2 separate regions of the Mus musculus genome follow, and region 2 is linked to region 1. Evidence: chromatin contacts called from public HiChIP or PLAC-seq data. All regions are on one chromosome and are shown on one strand. The core of a region is the stretch at or near the end of the contact, and the rest is flanking DNA. Distances in the headings are between cores, read along the strand shown. Region 1 holds the start of Faf2 (Fas associated factor family member 2). Region 2 holds the start of Caml (calcium modulating ligand).

Evidence for each region. HiChIP or PLAC-seq counts read pairs in DNA pulled down with a chosen protein or histone mark.
Region 2: a contact with region 1 is called in an H3K4me3 HiChIP or PLAC-seq map of bone marrow-derived macrophages, with 3 times the contacts expected there. The contact joins the promoter of Caml here to the promoter of Faf2 in region 1. A contact is called at or near these places in 4 of 39 promoter capture datasets (the C10 cell line, liver and pre-B cells), 3 of 115 datasets of contacts at active chromatin or transcription factors (astrocytes, bone marrow-derived macrophages and embryonic stem cells) and 1 of 9 other capture datasets (liver).

The regions. Positions count from the first base shown.
Region 1 is chr13:54,616,700-54,623,190 of GRCm38.p6, reverse strand. Faf2 (Fas associated factor family member 2) reads right to left here and starts at 1,407. Exons shown (of 11, transcript NM_178397.3): 1 at 1,288-1,407. The coding sequence starts at 1,350.
Region 2 is chr13:55,618,574-55,625,780 of GRCm38.p6, reverse strand. Caml (calcium modulating ligand) reads right to left here and starts at 2,776. Exons shown (of 4, transcript NM_007596.2): 1 at 2,525-2,776; 2 at 610-1,070. The coding sequence starts at 2,690.

The DNA.
Region 1 (6,491 bases), core at 158-2,657:
GCTGTGCATTCAAAAAGCTAACATGCTTTAGTCAAGTTCTCACGACATCACAAATATTTAGTGGGCGGTGTCTGGCATTAAGGCTTAGCATAAAAAGTGCTAAAAAAAATCAATATTTAGCACATTTCCTATTAGAAAATGAGTTCTATTGACTTCAATTTATCTGGAAAATGATTATTAATAGTAACAACTGTTTAGGCACATTTTACAGTTTACAAAGTTGTCTTCTTCTTCTTTTTTTTTTTTTGTTTTTTTTTTTTTTGTTTTTTGTTTTTTCGAGACAGGGTTTCTCTGTGTAGCCCTGGCTGTCCTGGAACTCACTCTGTAGACCAGGCTGGCCTCGAACTCAGAAATCCCCCTGCCTCTGCCTCCCGAGTACTGGGATTAAAGGCGTGCGCCACCACTGCCCGGCCCCAAAGTCTTCTAAATACCGTGTAACACCCATAAACTCAGTTTACCTCCTAAAACATCCGCAAGGGAATAGACATTTTGAAGTTATATGTAAGAACTAAGGATACGGCTAATGCCATGGTTACCACCACCCGGGTGGCATCCTCCCACCAGACCCTCCACCTGATTAAAGTGCTTAGAGCCTTTTTTTTTTTAAAACAAAACAAAACAAAACCAGAAACATCCACTTAATGGGGCGGGTCCTGCAGGTTGCCACCCTCCTCAAGCAGAGTCAGCCGTTCAGGAGCAAGCCGAAGGGCAACAAATCCAGTCAGAGGCCTTCGATGATACTTCATGTTACATTGTTTCCTCCAGAGGCGTCCTCCCACATTTCTAGGGCAGGTGCCAGGTCTGTGTGTGGGCGCTTCTTTTCCCCACTACAACCACCCAACACGAGCCCTAGGGACCACCGAGAGACCCCCAGCAAGCGTCGGTGAATAACATGGGATGGTGGTGGTCTGCGGTCCAGCCCTGCAAGCTGATGCCAACTCTGCGATTGGGGATCTGAGTTATCTCTAGCACATCCCCACCAATCGATGGGCGGAGAGGGTCTGGCGGGTTAATCAGGCCGGCAAGGATTGCAGACCAGCGACGCTACGGGAAATCAAGGCAGCTGACCCACTGTGGTCGAGCCCGGCTAGCAGAGGTGGCTGGAAGGCTGAGGACCCACAGAGGTTGGGCGCCGGGGAAATCCGGGCAGTTGGCGTCTGGGGGGGAGGGGGCCGCCTGCGGGTTTGAAACTGGTCCCAACCCCAACCTGAGGATGGTTTTGCGCTCCTCTAGGGTCCCACTCCCCATCCCGCGGCGGCCTGGGCTGCACCGAGAACTCGCTGCTACCTGAAACTGCAGCAGCTTCTCGGTCTGCTCCTGAGTTAGATCCTGCTCCTCAGGCGCCGCCATTTTGCCGCCGCCTCTACGCTCCTGACCCGTCCGCACCGTCACCCGCCGGAAGTGATCTCAGGTGTAACCACTTCCGGCCTGAACCGCCGCCGGGACTCAACTGCGTCTGCGCGCGCTAACTCGCGGGCACCCTCCCCGCCCCCTTCCGAATCTCGCCACCAGAGGGCGACGTTCGCGTGTCTAGGCCGAACAATTCAGGACCCTGCCGATCTATCTCCCAAAGATCTAAAATTGATGAAAAGATGACAGACCCCAGAGGGTCAGTGTACCTCCAGGAGCTCGAGAGAGTCCCGCAATTTGGCTGCTCCTTAACCGTTTTTTTAAATTATCTACGATATTCTTGAAGATTTCTCAGGAAACGATTGCTTTCACGAAATAGCGCCAGTTTGATACTTAATCCTTTCATAAAGTTGGTCTGCCTTATTAGGGGAAACAGTGGTGAGGCTTTGTTGTCTCTTGCTAGGAGTGTCTGTAACCAGGTTAATGGTGCTTCCCAGACACTCAGCTCTGTACCTCGTCCAACCTCATGCCCAGGCCACTCGCCCTTCATCCCTTTGACAGACCAAAGATAAGATAGTTGGTCTGAGTCAAGGAAACTTGACTTTAAGTGTGTATGATTCCTTGCATACGAAGGGTATCCTGGAGCAAGCCACCTAGACTCTGTTACTTTTGGTTGAACGCGATTGACTTAAAGCCTGCCCATTCCTCCTTTGCCTTTTCCTGGGCACACTGCGGTGGCCAAGACTTGAAGATCTTGAACTCAAGAGCAACCTGCACTACATAATGAGACCGTGTGTCAAAACGACAACAATCAAAGGAACAACACACACACACACACACACACACACACACACCCCGAGTGCATTTTATTCCTAACCTTTAGGCCCTTCTTAGCCTAATATTGTCCAATAAAAACGTGAGCCACACGAGCAATTTTTTAATAGCAGCCATACTAGGGAGAAGTGATGTTCTGCTGATGGGAAACTAAATTATTAGTTCATCCATTACAGAAATCAGAATAAAGACTCCCCTCACAATTAGTTAGAACTGTTATACAACCCAGCTACACCAGTTCTGGTGCACACTTCCAAGAGTCAAAGTCAGTTTACTATAGACATACCTGTAATTCACATACTTACTGATATGCACAATAAATCATAGACTCAGCCTAAGTGTCTACCAGTAGATGAGTGGACAAAAAAAAAAAAAAAAGTCTGTATATAGCAGGGCATGGCAGCACATACCTTTAATCCCAGTACTCAGTTGGTAGAGGCAGGTGGATCCCTGAGTTCCAGGTCAGCCTGGTCTACAAATCAAGTTCCAGAACAGCCAGGGCTACACAGGGGAAACCCAGTCTCAAAAACAAAACAAAATTCTAGCACTGGAGAGATGGCTCAGCAGTTAAGAGCATTGTCTATTCTTCCAGAGGACTTAAGTTCAGTTCCCAGCACCAACATGGCAGCTCGAAAAAGTCTAAAACTCCAGTTCCAGACATTCATAGGTGCAGGGAAAACAACAATGCACTTAAAATAAAAAAGTTTGCCAGGCGGTGGTGGCACACGCCTTTAATCCCAGCACTTGGGAGGCAGAAGCAGGCAGATTTCTTAGTTCGAGGCCAACCTGGTCTACAGAGTGAGTTCCAGGATAGCCAGGGGTGAGTTTAGAGGAGCTCTGAGGACAACTGGGGACAGTTAGTAATGAATGCAAATTGGTTCTAGGATCCAGGAGCTACGCAAACACTAAATGACTCTGTGATTTAAAGGACTCATTGCTCTTGCAGGGGACCTGGATTTCATTCCTGGCACCTGCATGGTGGATCACAATCATCTGGAGTTCCACCTTCAGGGGATCCGACACCACGTCTGGCCGCTGAGGCCCCCCAGACACACATGCGGTGCACAGACATACTCACAGGCAAATACTCATGTATCTAAAAAATAAAAAAGAATAAATCTATTAAAAGATAAAAAAATGCCTGGAGGTGGGGGGTACAAACTTTAACTCTGAGCACTCAGGAGGCAGAGGCAGGTGAATCGCTGAGTTTGAGGCCAGCCTGGGCTATGCAGTGAGTTCCAGGACAGCCAGGGCTAAACAAAGGAACCTGTCTCATAGGGAGAAGAAGGAGAAGGAGGAAGAGGAGGAGGAGGAGGAGGAGGAGGAGGAGGAAGAGAGGAGGAGGAGGAGGAGAAGAAGAAGGAGGAGGAGGAGGAGGAGAAGAAGAAGAAGAAGGAAGAAGAAGAAGAAGAAGAAGAAGAAGAAGAAGAAGAAAGAAAGAAAGAAAGAAAGAAAGAAATACATTAAAAATACACCAGGAAGGTCTATTTTTTAAAAAAAAGATTTTATGTATTTTATATATATGATGAGTACATGTAGCTATCTTCAGACACACCAGAAGAGGGTGTCAGATCCCATTACAGATGGTTGTAAGCCACCATGTGGTTGCTGGGAATTGAACTCAGGGCCTCTGGAAGAGCAGTCAGTGTTCTTAACCGCTGAGCCATCTCTCCAGCCCTAGAAAGGTCTATTGAAAAGATAAAGACTCCATCACTTATAACAGTCATTTATATCAAAAGAGTGATGTTGAACCCAGTGTCGTGGGATGGTGGGACTGCCTTATTTAGATCTCTCTGATCTACAGTCATTCTCTAGGTTTGGCCTGTAAGAATAATACCCAACCTTTCTGAGTCCTTTATGGTACCTACTGTTCTGTCATAGCCCCAGGCAGTTTCATGTGCATGAAGGAGACCAAGGAGAAAGAGACCACGAAAGCCTCAAGTTCCAGGCCATTTTGCCCATTTTATACTGTGCAAACTCCAAGTTTACCAGATGGATACCCAATCACCTCTACTGTCTTATTTAGCTTCCATTGTCAATTTGATACAGCCCAGAGTCACTTTAAAAAGGGAATTTCAACTGAAGGATTGCCCAGGTCAGACTGGCCTGTGGGTGTGTCCGGGGAAAACTGTCTTGGTAGGTAATGGATGAAAGAGTGCCCAGCACACTGTGGTTGTTCCCAAGCTGTATAAGAAAACCAATCAGCAAGCAGTGTTCATCCTTCAAGATCCCTCTGAGTTCTTGCCCCAACTTCCCTTAATCATGGATCATAACCTATGAGCTGAAGGGAATCTTTTTGACAGAAGCCATCTAGAAAAATCTAAGGCAAGCAAGTGAGTTTTCTGGAGATGGCCCACCATTTTACAAGGCTGTGGTGGGTGAGCTCTGAGATGCAAGGGCACCAGAGACTTCACCCTTCTTGCTTCTTGCTGCCATTTCTGTAACTGTTGCATAACCTAGTGATTCCTAGGCACCTGACCACCCTATTGGGTAAATTTTCTGCAGACCTACAAGAAGATGCAAGCTCATGTAATTATGCTGTATAGACAAATTGATGATTTCACAATTTTTTTTTTTTGGTTTTGTTTTTGTTTTTCAAGACAGGGTTTCTCTGTGTAGCCCTGGCTGTCCTGGAACTCACTCTGTAGACCAAGCTGGCATCAAACTCAGAAATCCACCTGCCTCTGACTCACAAGTGCTGGGATTAAAGACATGCACCACCACTGCCCAGCGATTTCACAATTTCTGATAATGATTTTTATAGAACTCTTAAATTGATACAAATACTCTCTTTATTGCAGAATAAAGCTACAAACAGAGCTCTATACACCTTCACATGTCACAAGCTAGTTGTACTAGGGTAAGAAAGCAGTCTTGGAAACCAATTTGTCATCAAGGAAAATGTTCTTTCTAGGTCAGGTCCAAGGATGAAGCCACAGGTGTGCACTGTGATAAAGCAAGGCCAGGTGAAACTGTTGCTTTGAACTTAAAATGAGCTTATAGAATGAGACACTGCTTTGAACTTCCTATTGACATCCTTCTGTGACTCCCCTTTAGTGTAACATTTTACCTGTGAGGTAATTTTATAAAGAAGCTTTGTCTAAGAAGGAATAAAAAGGCTGAGAGAAGAAATAAAGTGTGGCTTTTGCTTTGGGTGCTCTGCTCCATCCATCAAAGATATATATGCATATGTCTGTTTGTCTACATGTACGTACATACATACATACCTGTATAGGTGTGTGTGTGTGTGTGTGTGTGTGTGTGTGTGTGTGTGTATGCATGCATGAACACTTGAGGAATTGTTGAAATAGGAGGTCAAGCCTGGCCAAAGTGTGTGTATCTCTGTGTGTCTGTGTGTGTTCTTGAATTCTTGCCTTTTTTTTTTTTTTTTTTCTTTTCTCTCTGGCTCCTGAAGAGTTAACTACAAGTCTCTCACCTGGCCAGTAAGGGGCCCTAGAACCAGAGAGAAACTAAGCCTTTTTCTTAAATTCCCTGCTGCCATCAGTGGGAATCAAATTACCAGAAGCCAGCAGCTTTTGTCTACAGAAAGGCAAGGAGTTAAAATCAGAATTGCCAAAGGCAAAACAGTTCTGGCTCTGATCACCACTAAAGCCACTCATGGCTGCCTACCTCAGTCTACCTGGATACTGGGCTGGCCACCAGCACCCTTTCCTCCTCTAAGCTTCGTTTGGCCATGGTGTTTGTTACATGGTGTTGTTTGACACCAACCAAGTTAGAGCATCTACTGTCTAGTCATCCTGGCTATAAACCATCTATCCGCAAGTTATTCACCTCCTTAACCACTAGGAGACATGAACTTACACTGTGTCCTATGCGTTCATTATTCTAGATGTCTGCTGTAAGTGGGATCATGTAACACCCTGCCTTTGTGGCTAGCTTCTTTCACTTGCAGTAATGCTCTCAAAGCTCAATTATGTTGAAGCGTATGTCATACTTTTTATGACTGAATCATGCTGTACTTTCTTGAGTGACCGCAGTTTTCACTCGTTAATCGGCTAATGGACATTTGAATTTTTCATATTTAGATTATTTTGTCGTGTTGTGTTTTGTTTGTTTGTTTTTTCTTTTCTGAGACAGGGTCTTTGCTATTATAAACCAACCTATCTCCAAGCTCCTGATCCTGCTGCCTCCGAGCTCCAAGAGCTGGCCTTGCAGGTGTGTCCCACCATGCCTTGCTTACTGTCGATGACTGTCATTTAACAACCCTGCTGTGAATATTTGTATAGAAACTTTGTTTTGAATAGCTGTTTTGATTCTTGTGTAGATAGACCCGGGGATTCAAGTTG
Region 2 (7,207 bases), core at 1,527-4,026, 1.0 Mb before region 1:
CATACATGTAGGCAAAACACAAAAATAAACTAATAATAGATCTTTTGAAAAAAGCTCTCACCAAGACACTGAACTGTAACTGTGTCTTTCTGCGCTCTTCTACGTCCCATCAGGAACTGTCGTTATGAGGCTACTACATTACATACTGCAGAAACCCTTTCTGAACTATAGACAATGCCAATCTACACTGAACCACAAGGAGTACATTTCAATGCCTCAAACTACTTGGAAAACTACTAGCTAATACAGAGTATATATAAGCATCTGGACTTCCGGTTCTGGGATGAAACTGCCTGTATTTCACCCCACCTGTCAGCGGCTGTGTAAGAGAATTCATCTGAGTCCTTGTGGGTTCAAGCAGCATATAGTGCATAAAGATGGAATTTAAATCAATGAATAAAAGACAAGCATATAAAGTGGTACCTGGCATGTAGACAGATGTTAGTTATTACCATAAATAGGCTCTCATTCTCTAACTGGGATAATAACAGAATTTATACTACACTTTCAAACAGCCTGATGATAGATCTGGTAATGCTGGCAAGAAATCCCTATCACGACAACTCAACTTGCATTCTTCTAGTTAATAACTGGAAGCTCTTGTCTTACCAAATATTTGCAAACAAAGGCTCTGACGCCAAGAGCGAGCAGAGCGCACCCCACCAATCGAAATATTCGAAAAGAGTCAAACTCTTCCGCGGTACTTCCATCTTCCTGGCTGGGTTTCTCGCTGATCAGCTGTTTGCGCAACTTCATCGCTTCTTCGAATCTGGAAAGGTACTGTTCTAGGCCGTGGTGAGAAGCCCTCTGGGCCGGGTCTGCTGTCAGGTCACCTCTGGTCCGCTGCCGGAGCTCAGCTCCATCCTTACTACTGCACTCTGGTGCTTTAATGAATGAGTCCAGTTTGTCTCCCAGCTGGGTTCCCCTGACTTCTGCCACACCACCGAGCTGGTCAGCTCCTCCTCCATCGACTGAATCACCAAGCACTACCCTCTTTGAAACTGAAGGGATGCTGAGGGAGTTCAGTTTGTCACTGTCCTGTGGCTTTGATTTTGTTTGATTTTCTTCTTCTGAGGGGGGAAAAAATAAAGCCTTGTGTATTACATATTCACAAACACCTTAAACACTCCCACTGCTGCTAGAACTTGGTCTCTGAATCCAGACAAATACTGATGCAGAAAACAAAGCCAGCTCCTTCGTCTTCACCTTCAAAATACAACGCCGCAAAACTAGCACTCTGGCAGAGGGGAGTTCAAACAATGAGGACAGAAACTACCAAAGTTAGCACGGGATGTCCCAAGGAATAAAGAATAGCTCTTTCACAGACAAAATACTCAAGAGGTGTGCCTCAGTTTCTTTCACTAGCTAATACTGATAAAAATACAAAATCATTGAAGTCTTTCAAGGTTTCTATTTTACAGTTGCATTTCTAACTGTGAGCACAGGGTGTGGCGCCGCCTGTACCCACTGTTGCTGTTCCCGGGCAGCTATGAGCAGGCACTTTTAGGATGCTGTTCTAGCTTTTAAAGAGAGAACTCTAAAAATGATAAAATTTTTCAAGCAAAAGAACAGAATAAGAAAGGGACTTGAGAAAGACAAACACCAACACTTTAAGAATATCTTCAGAATGATCACTACAAAAAAAATATTTTCTGTACTGTTTCAGATGATTTTGAAAGTGGTAGCCATATCTCTCATTTATATTGTCTAGAAGTTCAGAACTATATCTCTAACGCCTCAGAGAAATTCTTGAGTTCTACCAAGCTCACAAAGAGCAACTAAAAAGCCAATTACTAAAGGAAACACCCAAATCGAAACTTAGAGAGGCCAAGCATAGTAGAATTCAATTGTGTCCACAAGAAAACAGTGTCCTGGACACAAGGTTGCATGAAAGATGAATTTTCTTAGGGCAAATGCAGTTATTGAAACGTGATGTATGTATGGTAATGAAAGGAAATCTCTGCAGGGACATCACATCTTTCGGGAGGACCTGTGTGACAGGTGATAATTTTGAAAGCAATGAGCATAGCCACCAAGATAGGGAAATAGGGTCTCTAATCCACAACGGACGGACCAGCCAACAGTTGAGTAATGACTGATGTGGTGGACGAGAGTTACGAAGCAAAAGGCAAAAGCTATGTCATGGGGAGTAACTGGGAATAAAGGCATCTGGAGCTTATAGGAAAATCTCCCTGGGAGGTCTGGGGATAAAATGCACAGCCTTCAAGAAAGGCGAGTAATCAGGAACATAGGGGTTGTCTCAGATAACCGTACACAGAGACTCAGGAACGAAGGCTTTGTAGCCAGGGTGGAGACGACCTCCGGGCAAGGATCCAAGAAAATAGGAAGCAACAAGGAGCGTCCTGGGGTTAAGCGACAATATAATATGGGTCGTCACCTAGGGAGCGGTGACAGAGTTCGGTCAGAATGCATTTTGGGGACAAAATGTTTACGAGCTGGAGTGGGCAGAAGGAGCTTGAAGACTCAAAGAGGTGGGCGGGAGACGGGAAACCGAAGCTCTCACCCGAGCCGCTCCCGGGCCTGTGAAAGCCCATGATCCGGTTGATGCGTTGCTCGGAGTTCATGAGCAGCTTTCTCCTCCGCAGCTCCGCTCGCCGCTGAGAAGCCGACAGGCCCGACGGCGTCGCGGGTCTTTCCCCGCCGTCCGTGGCCGCAGGCACCGGCTCCATGCTTTCTCTACGGTCTAGATCAGGCTGACGGTAAAGGCAAGGATGACTTATGGCAGGGCCGCAGAGTTCGCTCCCACTCCCACTGTAATCCCGCCCTCTAAGGGGCGGGAACTGAAGCGTGAGCATGCGCTAATCGGCTGCGCCAGGCTCTGCCGCCATGTTCAGTGAGGGCAAGCCCAGTTCAAGGGTTCCCTCTTCCTAAGTTGGCTCGCAGTGCTCAGGTTTCTCGCCACCAGGTTACCTCACAGCTGCTCTCGAAGATGAAGAGACGGATGCCCTCCTGATGAGTGAAATGACAGTGAGGAGCAGGTCCATTTTATTCTCTGCCAGGAAGCAAAATGGAGGTTGCAGCGGCGGGAGCTTTTTACCAGCCAACGCGTCTCTGCTCCTTGGATACGTAATTGCGGGTGCGACGCTCTCCGGGAGCGTGGCCCTGGGATTTGGTGGCTGTGGTGATCCTAGTTCTTTACTGAAAATGTCTGGACAACAAACGAAGGAGCCTCAATCCACTATCCAGTCCCAGGCCGTCCACTTCTCTATGGAGCTGCAGAAAGAGCTCTCTCTCCTTCTTACTAATCCGGGAGTCACACTGCGGACTCTGGCTACACCTAACAGCCTTGCCTCGGTAGCCAGAGAGCTCACGTTAGGAACAGACAACGGGCCTGGGCTCGGTTGTATACTCTTCGTTTGTTTTTGTTTTTCGAGACAGAGTTTCTCTGTATAGCCCTGGCTGTCCTGGAACTCACTCTGTAGACCAGGCTGGCCTCGAACTCAGAAATCCGCCTGCCTCTGCCTCCCGAGTACTGGAATTAAAGGCGTGCGCCACCACCGCTCGGCGGTATTATTATATATTACAAAGGATCCTGCAGTCTGAACCAGCTTGTTCATTCTGAGTTCTCTCCCCAGCTCAAGTGGTGGCGTGCTGAAGGAATGCGAAGAGTTAAAACCGTTCAATACTAGCCAGATTTAGTATTTCGGGAAGTGCAAGCTTGAGCAGTTAAAATTAACTGTTTCATTCCCTGCGAAGCCGCCCATTTGACATGGCGTGTGCCAGCTGTTGGGCTTTTCAGATCAGACCTGGTACGTCTTTGGTGAAGCAGCAGCTGAGGAGACACCCCAGAGCTCACCATAGCCCATGAAAAACCCAAGGAAGGGGTCAGGCCTGAGCACAGTGATCATATTAAGGTTAGAGGCAATAAACTAATGAAAGCCATCATATGCGGCAGTGTTTGTCAGCAAGGCAGATCAGGTTCCCATTTGATGGGCAACCAAGCAATGAAACACACCCACCCAGTACGAAATGGAAGCTCAAGATGCAATTGATGCATTCCATCAGTAGACAAGTGGCTCCAGAATTTTGTTCTACACCAACAGATTATCAACTAGTGGTAATTAGCCTGGTATGATGGTGCATGCCTTTAATCTAAGCAATGAGGAGAAAGAGGCAGGTGATTCTCTGTGGGTTTGATGATAGCTTCGTCTACACAATCAGTACAGCCAGAGCTACACACTGAGACCCTGTCTCAAGAAAGAAGAAAGAAAGAAAGAAAGAAAGAAAGAAAGAAAGAAGGGAGGGAGGGAGGGAGGGAGGGAGGAAGGAAGGAAGGAAGGAAGGAAGGAAGGAAGGAAGGAAGGAAGGAAGGAAGGAAACAAAAAACTGCTGTCTGCCTCACTTTATCCTGACTTCCGGTGCACAGCTGTCTCTCCTCTTACGTCATTCCTTCTGTTTGGACAGAGAGTAACTGGTGCATGGGTATGTCCACCAGCTTTACAAACACCTAAATGGCCAATGTTGCTGTCTTAGTCACTTTTCTATTGCTGTGAAGAGACACCATGACCAAGGCAACTCTTATAAAAGAAAGCTTTTACTTAGGGCTTGCTTGGAGTTTTGGAGGGTTATCAGTCCGTGATCATCATGTTGGAAAGTACAGTATAACACAAGGTTCTGAAACAGTAACTGACCTTATATCCTGATCTGCAAGCCATGAGAAAGAGAAAGAGACTCAGCCTGCTGTGAGTTATTGAAATTTCAAACCCCATCTCTGAGTGACACACTCCCAACAAGGCTACACTCTTTATCCTTCTCAATACCATTCCTTAAATATGAGTTTACACATGCATACATACATACATACATACATACATACATAATTATAAATGGTTTTGAGCTAACATGATGTGGGTGTTTGGGACTGACCTCCAGTCCCCTGAAAGAGCAACAAATGCTCTTTACCACCAAGTCATCCCTCTTCATACAGTCTCCTCATTCAGTTCTCTCTCTCTCTCTCTCTCTCTCTCTCTCTCTCTCTCTCTCTCTTCTCTTGACTGTTCCTCTCTAAATAACCATGGCTGTCCTGGAACTATGTAGACCAAGCAAATTATTTTCTTCTCAACAACAGAAAAATACACCCCCCCCCAACAAAAAAAGCCAACATAAAACCCCTTCTATGCCTTGTTTAATTAGAGAATTTTTTTTTGTTTTATCGGAGTTTGGAGGTGTCACTTGTCAGGGGTTAAGACAGAATCTCACTCAGCAGCTTTGGCTGGCATGGGACTCACTATGTACCAGACTGGCTTCAAACTCAGAGGCATCTTCCTGTTCCTGTGCTGAGTGCCTGGTATGTGTGGAGGCCAGAAGAGGGAGTCAGATCACCCGGAACTGTGGTTATAGACAGTGAGCCACCATGTGGGTGCTAAGAACAGGCCCTGGATCCTCTGTAAGAACAGCAAGTGCTCTGAAACACTGATCCATCTCTCCAGCCCCCAATTCTGTCTGTATTAAAAAATACTGAGCCATCTGGCAATGGTGGAGCATGCATTTAATCCCAGCACTTAGAAGGCAGAGAGGCAAGCAGATCTCTGAGTTCGAGACTAGCCTGATCTACAGAGCAGGTTCCAGGACAGCCAGGACTATATAAGAGAAACCCTCTTTCAAAAAACAAAACAAGGGGCTGGAGAGATGGCTCAGTGGTTAAGAGCACTGATTGCTCTTCCAGAGGTCCTGAATTCAATTTCCAGCAACCACATGGTGGCTCACAACCAACTGTAATGAGATCCGGTGCCCTCTTTCTGGTGTGTCTGAAGATAGCAACAATGTACTCACATATATTAAATAAATCTTAAAACAAAACAAAACAAAAACTAGGGAACTCTTTCTGAGAAACACATGCCAAGTTTCAAGGTCAGAGAGGAAACAACACAATGGAAGTGGTTATCTTGACCGTCACTGTCTTAAAAGTCTCACTCTCACAGGGGATCACCAGGGCCAAGAGGTGGGAGTGGGTGGGGGGGGTGGTTGTGGGAGGGTGTGGGGGACTTTTGGGATAGCATTGGAAATGTAAATGAAATAAATACCCAGTAATAAAATAATAATAATTTAAAAAAAAGTCTCACTCTCTGGTTTCAACTCGCAACTTTTGTGCTGAGTGTACTAGGGGCGGTGTTTGAGTCCAGCTCCTGTGATGATTTTCTCACAGGGTTTGCAAGTCCTGCAGACACTTCCTCTCAGGAGATAAATGCTCCCTTCCTGCCTGGCCTTTGAGTACTTAGAGAAGCAGTCCCTGCCAGCTTTCATGGCTTTTGCCTCTGTCTCTTCCTTATCTCACTTTGGGGGGGGGGGGAAGTAATGGCCTTACTTCACATCACTGCCAAAAGGCTGGAAAAAATAATTCAACAGATAGCCTGGCATGATGGTGCACATCTTTAATCCCAGAATTATGAGGCTGAAACAAGACACGTGAACCTCAAGTTCAAAGTCGGCTTGTGCTACATATTGAGATGAAGGCTAAGGGAAGTGAATGTATGAATTTCCCTGGGGAGATGTGAGCAGACACCTATTTAGTCAGATAAAGCACCAATAATTGACCAAAGAAATGACTGTACCCAATTCTAGCCTAGTGAGCCAGTGAACCCGTTGTGGTCACACACAGAGCATGGGTGACATCATCAGCCGCCTAAGCCCTGCGGCATGATATCAACTCATGGAAGCCCCGTTTTTGGATGCAGTGTGCACTATGAGAGGGAGTCTCCTGTCCCCAGTAGCTCTTACTGCTTCTACAACCTTGGAAAGGGTCCTTGTGACTCTTATCACACTCTTGAGCTTCCTGGGCCTGTGAGTTTCCAGAGCTTTTCTCATCTTCAAGGAAAGCTCCAATTGGAAAGAAATAGCTACAAAACATGAAGACCCCAACAGTCAAAATACAGCCCTTATGCCTTTCTCCCTAGAGCCCGCCCTGTCCAGGATGTTGTCTAAGACTCAACAAAGGACACAATGGCAACCTAGAGATGTTAGTTCTACTCTAGCTACTTTGCTGTGCAAGTCTTTACCTATCAGGTTTACAGGAACCCCAGTCCCCCCAAATGCTGGCACCCATTTCCATCTACCAAAGGTGTGGTTGGGATATGAGGGAGAGAACAGCCAGAGACATCTGGTGGATCCCAGAACAGAGAGATGACGTAGTCAATTGAATATGGCCAGCAGACTGGACCAGGCCATGAGCAGAAAGGGGTAGGTTGGG